Linked DNA regions of Pan troglodytes: region 1 is linked to region 2. Evidence: chromatin contacts called from public HiChIP or PLAC-seq data. All regions are on one chromosome and are shown on one strand. The core of a region is the stretch at or near the end of the contact, and the rest is flanking DNA. Distances in the headings are between cores, read along the strand shown.

The links. HiChIP or PLAC-seq counts read pairs in DNA pulled down with a chosen protein or histone mark.
Region 1: a contact with region 2 is called in an H3K4me3 HiChIP or PLAC-seq map of stem cell-derived excitatory neurons, with 2.4 times the contacts expected there. The contact joins the promoter of LRRC10B here to the promoter of DDB1 in region 2. A contact is called at or near these places in 1 of 7 Hi-C or Micro-C datasets (stem cell-derived neural progenitor cells) and 1 of 1 datasets of contacts at active chromatin or transcription factors (stem cell-derived excitatory neurons).

What each region holds. Positions count from the first base shown.
Region 1 is chr9:63,756,967-63,761,766 of NHGRI_mPanTro3-v2.0_pri, reverse strand. LRRC10B (leucine rich repeat containing 10B) reads right to left here and starts at 2,932. Exons shown (of 1, transcript XM_016921006.4): 1 at 640-2,932. The coding sequence starts at 2,659. The coding sequence ends at 1,781. LOC104001192 (a long non-coding RNA gene) reads right to left here. Exons shown (of 4, transcript XR_010147565.1): 4 at 4,443-4,800.
Region 2 is chr9:63,580,470-63,585,638 of NHGRI_mPanTro3-v2.0_pri, reverse strand. DDB1 (damage specific DNA binding protein 1) reads left to right here and starts at 2,746. Exons shown (of 27, transcript XM_016920993.3): 1 at 2,746-2,919; 2 at 4,138-4,286. The coding sequence starts at 2,859. It overlaps TKFC (triokinase and FMN cyclase), which reads right to left and starts at 2,558. Exons shown (of 18, transcript NM_001246594.1): 1 at 2,498-2,558; 2 at 1,097-1,208. The coding sequence starts at 1,099.

The DNA of each region.
Region 1 (4,800 bases), core at 1,683-4,182, 180 kb before region 2:
AGGGCCCTGCCTCCTCCTTAGCCAGGGCCCAGCCCAGTGTGCCAGCAAAGCTGCTGGGCAGGGCCTGACCTTCTGGCCCCATATGCCCCTGTTGCCATGGTGATGAAGATCTGGCAGGATCTTCTCCGGGGAGATGGGCCTCCAGGCTTGGGTTTTACAACTTTCTTCCTTTCTTTAAATCGTTAATTTATTATTTTCCTGAACAACAAGGGGAGAAAGAAATGCCAAAACTGAGCAAAAAGAGACTAAGAAGGAGAGAGACAGAAAGAGGAAAATAGAGCGAGAGAGACGGAGGGAGGCGAGTCTAGAGTCATGGAGGGGGTAGAGGGGCAGTGCCAGTGAAAGAGTAGGGAACCATCGGCCCAGCTTGAGGGTGACTCAAAAACATACAAAATCTTCTGCAGAATTAAGCTGCGGGATTCCGCAAGACAGGAGAGCAGCCACGAGGGGCAAAAGCCACTTCTGACGACAGCACTTGTTCCCCAGACAGACAGCACACCACAGTTGGCAGGGTCGGTCTGACATGGATCGGGGAGCACGTGGGGCGGGGGCAGTGCCAGAGGGAGCCCAGGGTCCCCACGGCAGTGGGTTCCGGTGCTCCCAGGGATTATAAATAAACAGGCACATGGGAAATGCACATTCTTTCTCCAAGAAATATAATTTACGTTTACAGCCAGTTGTTTTTTCTTCTCTCTAAAGAAAACATTACCATGTGGGGCCGCTGCCCCAACAGTGTCCCTGAGTGTCCTTGGCCCCGGCTCCCTCGTCCCGTTATTGCTTGGATGAGGAAGATCTGGCTCTGGGAATTGCAGAGCAAGGCCCCTCTCCTCACCCCCTCGGGGCTGTCCCTGGTGACGGAGTGGAGGTACAGAGTGCCAGTCCTGTGCCAGCCACCCTGGCTGTGCCCATTTAAGGGAAAGGAGAGTGCAGGCCGTGGGAGAGGCGCTGAGCAGCCTCCCAGAGCAGAGAGCCCCTCTCTGCGGTGCAGGAGGCCCTGGAGGCACGGTGGCTTCTTTTCAAACTTGACAGCTGGAAGGCTCAGGCTATGGGGTGGGGAGTGGAGGGGGAGCTCTCTCTTCCCAGCAAGGTTCCAGGCACATGCTGGGAGGCTGGGAGAAGAGAACAGAATAGGGTGGGGGTGACCCCCTGCCTTCTGTGCCCCATACCAATCTCAGGGGGCCGAGGAGGGAGGTATGTACGATCAGCCCTGATGGAGGGGTGAGGGCAGCTTCGGTGTTGGGGCCCCCATCTGTTTCCCACTTCTGTCCCGGGCACCAGCCCCACTCCAAGCCCCTGCTCCTGGGCCAGGCCCTCCTCGCAAGGGCAGTCCTGCCCCACACAGGCACGCAGTCCACCCCAGAGGTAGCGGTTCCTGTCCTAGAAAGGGTGGGCCTAGGAGACCCAAACCCCAGAAAGAGGGAGGGTGTTGGGTGCCCTGCATCCAGACTCAGGGAGACGTGACAATTCTGTGGCCCTCAGTGACCCTGGTTCCAGGAGGAAGCTGGTGCCTCTGTTATCAGTGGCTCCATCGGGGACTGGACCCAGCCCAGACTTCTTGGTCTGACAATTGCCCACAGATCAGCCAGGGTATAGTCAGTCCTCTTACTACCTAGGAGTGTCTGAAGATGAGCCCCAGCCCTGCCTGTGCCCGGCAACTCGCCAAAAGTGGCCGCTCCATTGACCTAAGTAGGGACCCACCGGTCCCGCAGGCCTAACCAGCCAAAGCTTCCTAGAGCCCCTCCTCTCAGAGTGGCTGAAGCCCATCAGCCAGAACATAGGCTCAGGTGCCCAGTCCTGGAGCGGCTTCCAGGGCGCGGAGGCTGACCCCGGGGGCGCCCAGAGCCCGGGAACCAGCGCCGCCTATGAGCAGGTCTTCCTCCTCCTCATCCTCAAAGGCCCGCGCTGGGCGCCGGGGCGGAGGCCGGGGCGTGGGCTCGTCGCGCTCCGCCATGCGCTCGACGGCGCCCTCGCCCACGAGGAACACGGTGTCCGCGACGCGCGGGGGCCCGGTGACGGGGTTGTGATCGTAGGAGAAGACGCGCAGCGCGCGCAGCGGGTGCAGGTCGGGGAAGCCGCCCAGGCGGTTGCGGTCGAGGTCGAGGATGTGCAGGCGGCCCATGCGCAGCAGCGCGGGCGGGAACTCCTCGAAGCGGTTGCCGTAGAGCCAGAGGCCGCGCAAGCCCGTCATGCGCGGCAGCTCGGCCGGCAGCGCGCGCAGCCGGTTGTCGCCCATCTGGAGCGACTGCAGCGCCACCAGGCGCAGCAGCGGCCGCGGGAAGCGCCGCAAGAAGTTGCCCTCGATCCAGAGGCAGCGCAGGCTCTGCAACTGCGCGAAGTCGGCGGGCAGCGCCAGCAGCCGGTTGCCGCCCAGATAGAGGCGCGTGAGGCGCGGCAGGCGGCACAGGCCGTCAGGCAGTCGCTCGAGCTTGTTGAAGTCCAGGGCCAGGATGCGCAGCTCGCGCAGCTCCTCGATCTCCTCCGGCAGCTCGCGCAGCCCCGTGCCGCTCACATACAGCTTCTGCAGGCGGCTCAGCGCGCACACTGCGCTGGGCAGCCGCCGCAACCGCCGCCCGCTCAGCTCCAGCTGCTGGTCGCCGCTGCGCAGCTGCTCCTCTGCGTCCGACGGCAGCTCATCCGGCGTGGACTCGGCGATGCCCATGGTCACGGGCCCCGGCCGGGGCCGCCGCCACTGCCACCGCCAGGCATCGCCCCGCCCCGGCCGCCCCCCAGCCGCCCCGACGGTGCCGGAGCCGCGCCGGCCCCCGGGCCCCCCGCCCCGGCCTGCCCCCGCGCCGGGAGGGGGGCCGTGCGGGGCCGGGAGGAGGCACCCACTTGGGGCACCGCCGCCGCGCGCCGCGCTCCACCGCCCGCCCTCGGGCCTCCCCCGTTGCCTCCGCCGGAGGCCGACTGGCTAGGGTTCGCGCTGACTCGCAGCTTAGCGACCCGTCGCCCTGGCAACCCCGACGCGCGTGCGGCTGCCAATGAGGCGGAGGGAGGGCGGGGCGGGGCGGGGCCAAGGCGCCACCCTAGTGGGGTCCCAGCGCCGGAGCCCGCCCCCTACCTGCCCATCCAGCCCACCGCGGAGCAAGCACAAGCCGAGAGATTCCCCGCCCCGGCCAAGCCTGGCACTGAGACCCGACGCCCGACTCTGTTTGGTGTGCGGTTGTGTGCGCCCCAGAGCTGCGGGTCCAAGAAGGCGAAGGAAACGCTGGCGGTGGATCAAAAACTCTGGACTAGAGGCTCACAAGGAGGGGCTGAGGGGCGCGGTCACTGCCGGCCATTCACGTCTAGCGGCGTGCGGCCGGCCTACCTGCTGGGATCACTTCAGTGTAGTAACTCGAAACAGTGTTACTGTCCGGCCCTTTTCACATCTGCTGGTTTTACCGGGACCCAGGGCTTGGCTCCGCCCCGCCTAATTGCCCTACAGCTTCCTCATTGCTACACTCACACCCCTCTCTCCTGCCAGGATCCCTCCACCGACGCTCAAAGTCTGTGTGTGGCTGCGGTGGACAGAGGACTGGGACACGTGAACGCCTTTGAGCCACCAATCATGGCCACTCTCATTCCATGACTCTTCCTTCGCCTGCTACCACCAGCAGCAGTTCCCCCCTGCCTTCTCCCCCCACCTCCCATCCGGAGCCCTCCTGCGGGAGCTCCTGGCAGAAAAGCACTGGCTGTCACTGGCTTCGAGCCCACGTGTGCCCAGCACTATGCTGAAAGCATTGCGTTGAGTCCTTGGCACAGCCTATGAGGTAGACACCCTCATCACCCCGATTTTAAAGATGGAGAAACTGAGGGTCAAAGAGACATGACTTGAGCTGGGTCAGTCTGAGCTGGGTGAAGTGCCCAAGGTCACCCAGCTGATGAGCAGCTGGATTCGAAGCCAGGTAGTGTGACTCCAGAGCCTGTGTTCCTAACCATAAACCATACCGATAGATGGAAACAAGGATCACTCCACCTCCAGCAATGAATTTTCTCACAACAGAGCCTCTGATTCTCTGGACAAAGCTACAAAGACAGCATTATAATCCCACATGAAAGATGAGAGAAGTGGCCTCGCGGGGATTAGGCACCCTGCTTACGGTCACACAATGCATAGAGGTTGCAGCCCGGGAGCCAAATTTTCGGGCTCCAAGCCTCCTGCCTCCTGCCTTCTCTTGAACCCGGCTGGTGTGACCCATGTAACTGGCTGAGTGGACTGACTTCAGGAGAGCACGCTGCCCTTTGGCCCACCCCCATTGCCATCCCCACTGCAGGGGAAGGGGGATGGAAGACAGCCCAAGGGCAGAGAGCAGTTGCCAATGCAACGGGAGGAAGGGAACCATCCCCACTGGAATGTAAGCTGCCCAGCCAGGGAGGTTTGGGCATCTCCTTCCCTGCTGGCACAGGCTCTAGAGCATACAGTAGACATTCCATGCAAATTTTTATTTATTTATTTATTTATTTATTTATTTTGAGACAGAGTTTTGCTCTTGTTGCATAGGTTGGAGTGCAATGGCGTGATCTTGGCTCACTGCAACCTCCGCCTCGCCTCCTGGGTTCAAGCGATTCTCTTGCCTCAGCCTCGCAAGTAGCTGAGATTACAGGTGCCCACCACCACGCCCAGCTAATTTTTGTATTTTAGTAGAGACAGGGGTTCACCATGTTGGTCAGGCTGGTCTCGAACTCCTGATCTCAGGTGATCCACCTGCCTCAGCCTCCCAAAGTGCTGGAATTATAGGCATGAGCCACTGCGCCTTGCTGAAAAAAACTTAACAAAAAAAGTGGAGGCAAACATTGCATACAGTGAAATGCATAGAT
Region 2 (5,169 bases), core at 1,497-3,996:
CAAAACTCCGTTTCAAAAAAAAAAAACCAAACTAAAACAAAACAAAACTTCCCAACAGCCCTATGGAGGAAAGATGAGCCCAGTGAGGAAACTGAGGCACAGTTAAACTATTTTGCCCAAGGTCACACAGCCAGCAGGTGTCCAGGTCTGCCTGGCTCCAAAGCTGGTTCCCTTTTGGCCATATCATGCTGCTTTCTCGAGGGGCTGGAGGGAAGTGGAGGGTGACAGAGGTTACCCTAGAAAGGACATGGGTTTGTGGCTCTCAGAGCCTACCAGGGACTGGAACACACAATGAAGTTGTGAGTTGGCCTCACTCCAAGCCCAGCCTCCAGCAGCACTACCCTCCAAGAAAGTGGCCTGCTCCCCATCTTGATAATCTGTCTTTTACAGAGCCAGAAGAGGGTTTAGGGACCAGTGCTATCCCTGGTTTCAGTGGCCTGAAAGGATGGAAAAGGAAAGGAAGTCAAGTGAGGCCTCCAGGACTCTGCTTGATCAACACCACACAACCACTGGAGGTAGGCCTTAATTTGCCTTATAATGCAGATGAAATAAAAGAGGCGCAGAGAGGTCTGTAAAAGGTCATGCAGCTGGTCAGTGGCAGGCTGAAATTTGAATCCAGATATGTTCAAGGCTTGTTTTGGTTCAAATCAGTGGGCCTGGAGCAAAGCCCAGGGACATGGCCAGCCTCCCACACTGTAGATCCCAGCTCCAGACCGGCCCACATAAGCCCCAAGGTTAGGAACGGTCACATGGTCATTCTTCACGATTCCTTCTGTGACCGGTACAGTGTCCATTACAGAGCAGGTAACTGTTACTGTTTTACTCTGAATGCAAGACCCAGATAAGGGGCAGAGTGGCTCTGAAGGGACTCAAGAGGCTGCAGCCCCAGGCCTGGCTGGGACCAGCAGCCTCCAGGAAACAAAGAAAAGCAGGGATCAGACCCTGGGAGAGAGGATGACCCTCTCTCTTCACCCGTGAGCCTCAGGAGGCAATAGCATCTCTCAGTCAAAGTGTAAGGAGCTTTAGCTTGCCCAAGGCTGGGATCCTGCTTTGAGACCATGCTGCCATTCCCCTGTCCCGGCCCTGTATGACTCACCATGGTGTGGAGGCTCTGAAACAGGCGGAGTTCACACCGTTGCACTGAGCTGCTGGAGGATGGACAATCCTGTGCTACCTGGGTCTGAGTACAGTGGAGGCAGCAGCAGCACCTGCAGGAGTGGGTAACGATACAAGCTGCGGAAGGAACTCGCAGTCGACTGGCACAATCACGCCTTCAGCACCCTAGTAATTAGGGAGCTGCCCCAGACTTCGGTCCAAGTCCAAACTCTAGTACATGGGCTACGGATGGAGAAGAGTGTGGGGCTGACCAAGGTTCATGCCTGCACTTCACTGCCAGAAGACAGATCAATCCATGTCAAGCACAGGTCTGCCTTTATGTCCGGGAACAGCACCCACTTCATCACTAAAGGACAGTGATCCTCAGAATAACTATCTTTTACATGGGCATCACATGCAGCGAAAAAGTTAACAAAGCTCGTCACACGCTTGCCCTCACTGGCCTTGGCACCAAAAGGGAAGGGAATGGGGGGAGCTAGCCAGGTTTGTGACCCATTTTACTTCTGGGAAATAGACTCAGAGAGCTCTAGGGACTTGTCCAAGGTAATACAGGTAACAGCCAGAATCTAAACCAATGTCTAGTTTTTCTACAGAGTGTGTTTTTACTACTGATAATTCAGTGCCTCCAAAGTCAGGCAGAGTCTCTGCTATGGGAAAGGCAAGATATAAACCACGATGACTTTCTAGCTTTTCCTCAGTTCAGCCTGGTTCAGCAGCGTGTTGGCCTCTGTGTGGGTGCACAATAGGAAGAATCAACATAGCTCTGCCTCAGCCTACTTGGGGTTGTGGGGAGGGTCTTAGGTAAACCAATTCCTCCCTAAGCCTCAGCTTTCTCATCTGTAAAATGGGGGTTGGCTCCTCTCTGGCATTCTGCGAGTGTGCCAAGCCACGTGGTATTCCTCTTGTTCCCGGGGAGCCTGTTTGATGTGGGGTACCCTGGAGGCTGCAGGGCTGACTGCTCTCCTGGCTCATTAAGGTTCCCTACGGAGAAATATTGGTTTTGTGTTAGAGGTTCGAATTTGTAGAGCAATAGGGGCACTAATAACGTTGGGCAAGCAGACAGGTGGGCCCTTTGAAGTCTGAAGAATCAACGCGCAAAAGGGAGGAGGTGAGCAGGTGGTCGTTCAAACGTCAGGCGAGGGCACAGCTGGATCTGGAGGAACTGAGACAGTGAAAGGAAAGCAGGCAAGGTTCTAGTCTGGGATGTGCACGAATCGCGGTCTCCCTTCCCTCTCTAGGCCTCCGCAGTCCTTCCCGTTCCCAAAGGAGGAACAGCCCGAGGGCTCCTGGAGCAACGGAAGGAGGACTGGATGCGGGGAAGGGCAAAGGGCGCGGAACGGGGTGGGGAGTCTGCGGGCGAGCTCGGAGGACACTGGCGCACCTCCCCCGCCGGCTCACGGCCGCATCCGCCACATCCGAAGGCGCCGCGACTTCCCGGAGACCCCGAAGCGTGCGCTCTCATCCGGGTCCTGCGGGCGCTGGCGGAAAGCGGCGAGGCGGCGCCTCCGGGGGCGGGGCCTCCTTCGGTTGGCGGCCTCGGGCTTCGGGAGTCCTCCAAGAGGCCAGGTGAGGCCGTCCCGTGATGCCCCGCGCCCCGGCCGCTCTGGCCTGCAACGTGTCTCTGGGGCGGAGGCAGCGGCAGTGGAGTTCGCTGCGCGCTGTTGGGGGCCACCTGTCTTTTCGCTTGTGTCCCTCTCTCTAGTGTCGCGCTCGAGTCCCGACGGGCCGCTCCAAGCCTCGACATGTCGTACAACTACGTGGTAACGGCCCAGAAGCCCACCGCCGTGAACGGCTGCGTGACCGGTGAGGCTGCCGGGGCCGGAGACCCCGGCGAGTGAGGGAGTTGGGGGGAGCCGCGGCCTAGGGAGGCCCGCGGCCCCGGGGGCGGCCGGGCAGGAGTGGGCCCGGCGAATGGAAGGCGCTGGCGGCCGAGGAACCTCCCCCAGCACCGCGACCTCGAAAGAGTCGTCCCTGTACGCGCTTTTTGGGGGTTGGAAGCCGCTCTCGAGGGTCCCCTTTCGTCCTGGGGAGGTCATTCGGCCTCGAGAACAGGGCGGGCCCAGTGAGACAGAGGAGTGTGAGTTGGTTGTGCGGTGTCGTTTGGGCCCGGAGATTGGCTTTCTGTGGCCAGGAAAAGGGGAGGTGGTAGTGACGACTTTGGGGTCAAGATTTTCCTGTGGGGAAGTCTGGGGGGCCCAGGAGGTGGAGGGATGTGAGGAATGCCCGCATTATCCCACAGAGGGAGAGGAGCCCTCTTCAGGTTAACCCCTTTGCCTGGGGCTGTTGTTTACATGAGGGCCCTGCTGGAGAAGAGGGTTTGGTTTGCCTGGCCCAGTGCTGGGTTTGCCTTGTTGACGATGCGCTTGGATTGTTAAGGACACCGATGTTCAGAACCCGGGAAGAGTCATCTTAACCCACATTCTCAGCTGAATATGCAGACCCCAAGCTTGCATGTTTATATACACCCTAATCATGATTCCAAAACAAAACTGTTGTTCAGAGTTGGAGGTAGCTGAGTGTGGATGGAGGTATTGGTAGACTGCCAGGAGGACAGGGGGTGTGGACAAAACAGTGTTTTCATATAAAGCTCTGGGACTTTTCTTCATTTGACTTGGTCTGTCAGATAAAAGTTTTGTGAGACTTTAGATGAAGACTGGAAGAAGTGAACACTTTCTCCGGCATTCTCAATTAGAGCCTGCCACTGTAACTGTAATAGAGTAAAATTTGAGGGGCAAGAGGCATGAGAAGGGATTACGCAGTCATTGTCATTTGGAGGACACACGGCTCTTAGGTCCAGTCCAGTTTTCTTAGTCTGATTAGGGAGGTAGCTTTGTTGAATGCATGAACTGAGACTCTTTGAGGTGCCGGATTTGGCAAGAAGGGGAGTAGCTGGAGGGAGTTGGAGAAGTATGTGAAGTAAATGAGAATTCTGGAGGTATTTAGACATAAGTGATAGGATTATTTTGAAGGGATGGGAGGCCCTTCCCCTGAGTTCAAAAGTTAGAGGGTCTGTTCTTTCAGGACACTTTACTTCGGCCGAAGACTTAAACCTGTTGATTGCCAAAAACACGAGATTAGAGATCTATGTGGTCACCGCCGAGGGGCTTCGGCCCGTCAAAGAGGTGGGCATGTATGGGAAGATTGCGGTCATGGAGCTTTTCAGGCCCAAGGTAAGTGTTGCAGTTGGGACAAGCAGTGGAGGGGGAACTGTTGGTCGTAGGTTGTTTTATGTTATTTTTGTTTGTTTATTTATTTTCTTTGAGACGGGGGTCTCGCAGTGTTGCCCAGGATGTCTTGAACTCCTGAGCTCAAGCAATCCCTCCACTTTAGCCTCTGGAGTAGAGTAGCTGGGGGATTGTAGGCATGCCACTGTGCTTGGGCTGTGTTAGGTTGTTTTGCGAATTCTTGGGATGGGTGGAATATGCTTTAGGAGAAAAACTCTTCTCTTTTTTCTCTCTTTGGATGGCAAATTTCAGTATGTACTCTTGACCAAGCTTTCTAGAAGTAAAAGGAGAGATTCATTAGGGAAACATTTATGAAGTTGACTTCTTTAGAAGGGAGAAATTAAAGCAGTTTGTTTCAGAGGATAGGCTACAGAGTGGGGCAGTCCTGGCTTCATTTCTTGTTAATTCTGACTTTAGGTGCCACTTAAGGCACCTTTCAGATCAAATCCCCTGGGTTGTTGTGACGATGAAATGATTCAGTAACATAGGGCCTATCATATAGCAAGCATTTACAGTTATGTTAACAATTACCAGGCCGGGCATGGTGGCTCACGCCTGTAACCCCAGCACTTTGGGAGGCCGAGGTGGGTGGATCACCTGAGGTCAGGAGTTCGAGACCAGCCTGGCCAACATGGTGAAACCCCATCTCTACTAAAAATACAAAAGTTAGCCGGGTGTGGTGGCAAGTGCCTGTAATCCCAGCTACTTGGCAGGCTGAGGCACAAGAATTACTTGAACTCAGGAGGCGGAGGTTGCAGTGAGTGGAGATGGCGCCCATTGCACGGTGACAGAGCGAAGACTCCATCTCCAAAAAAAAAAAACACCAAAC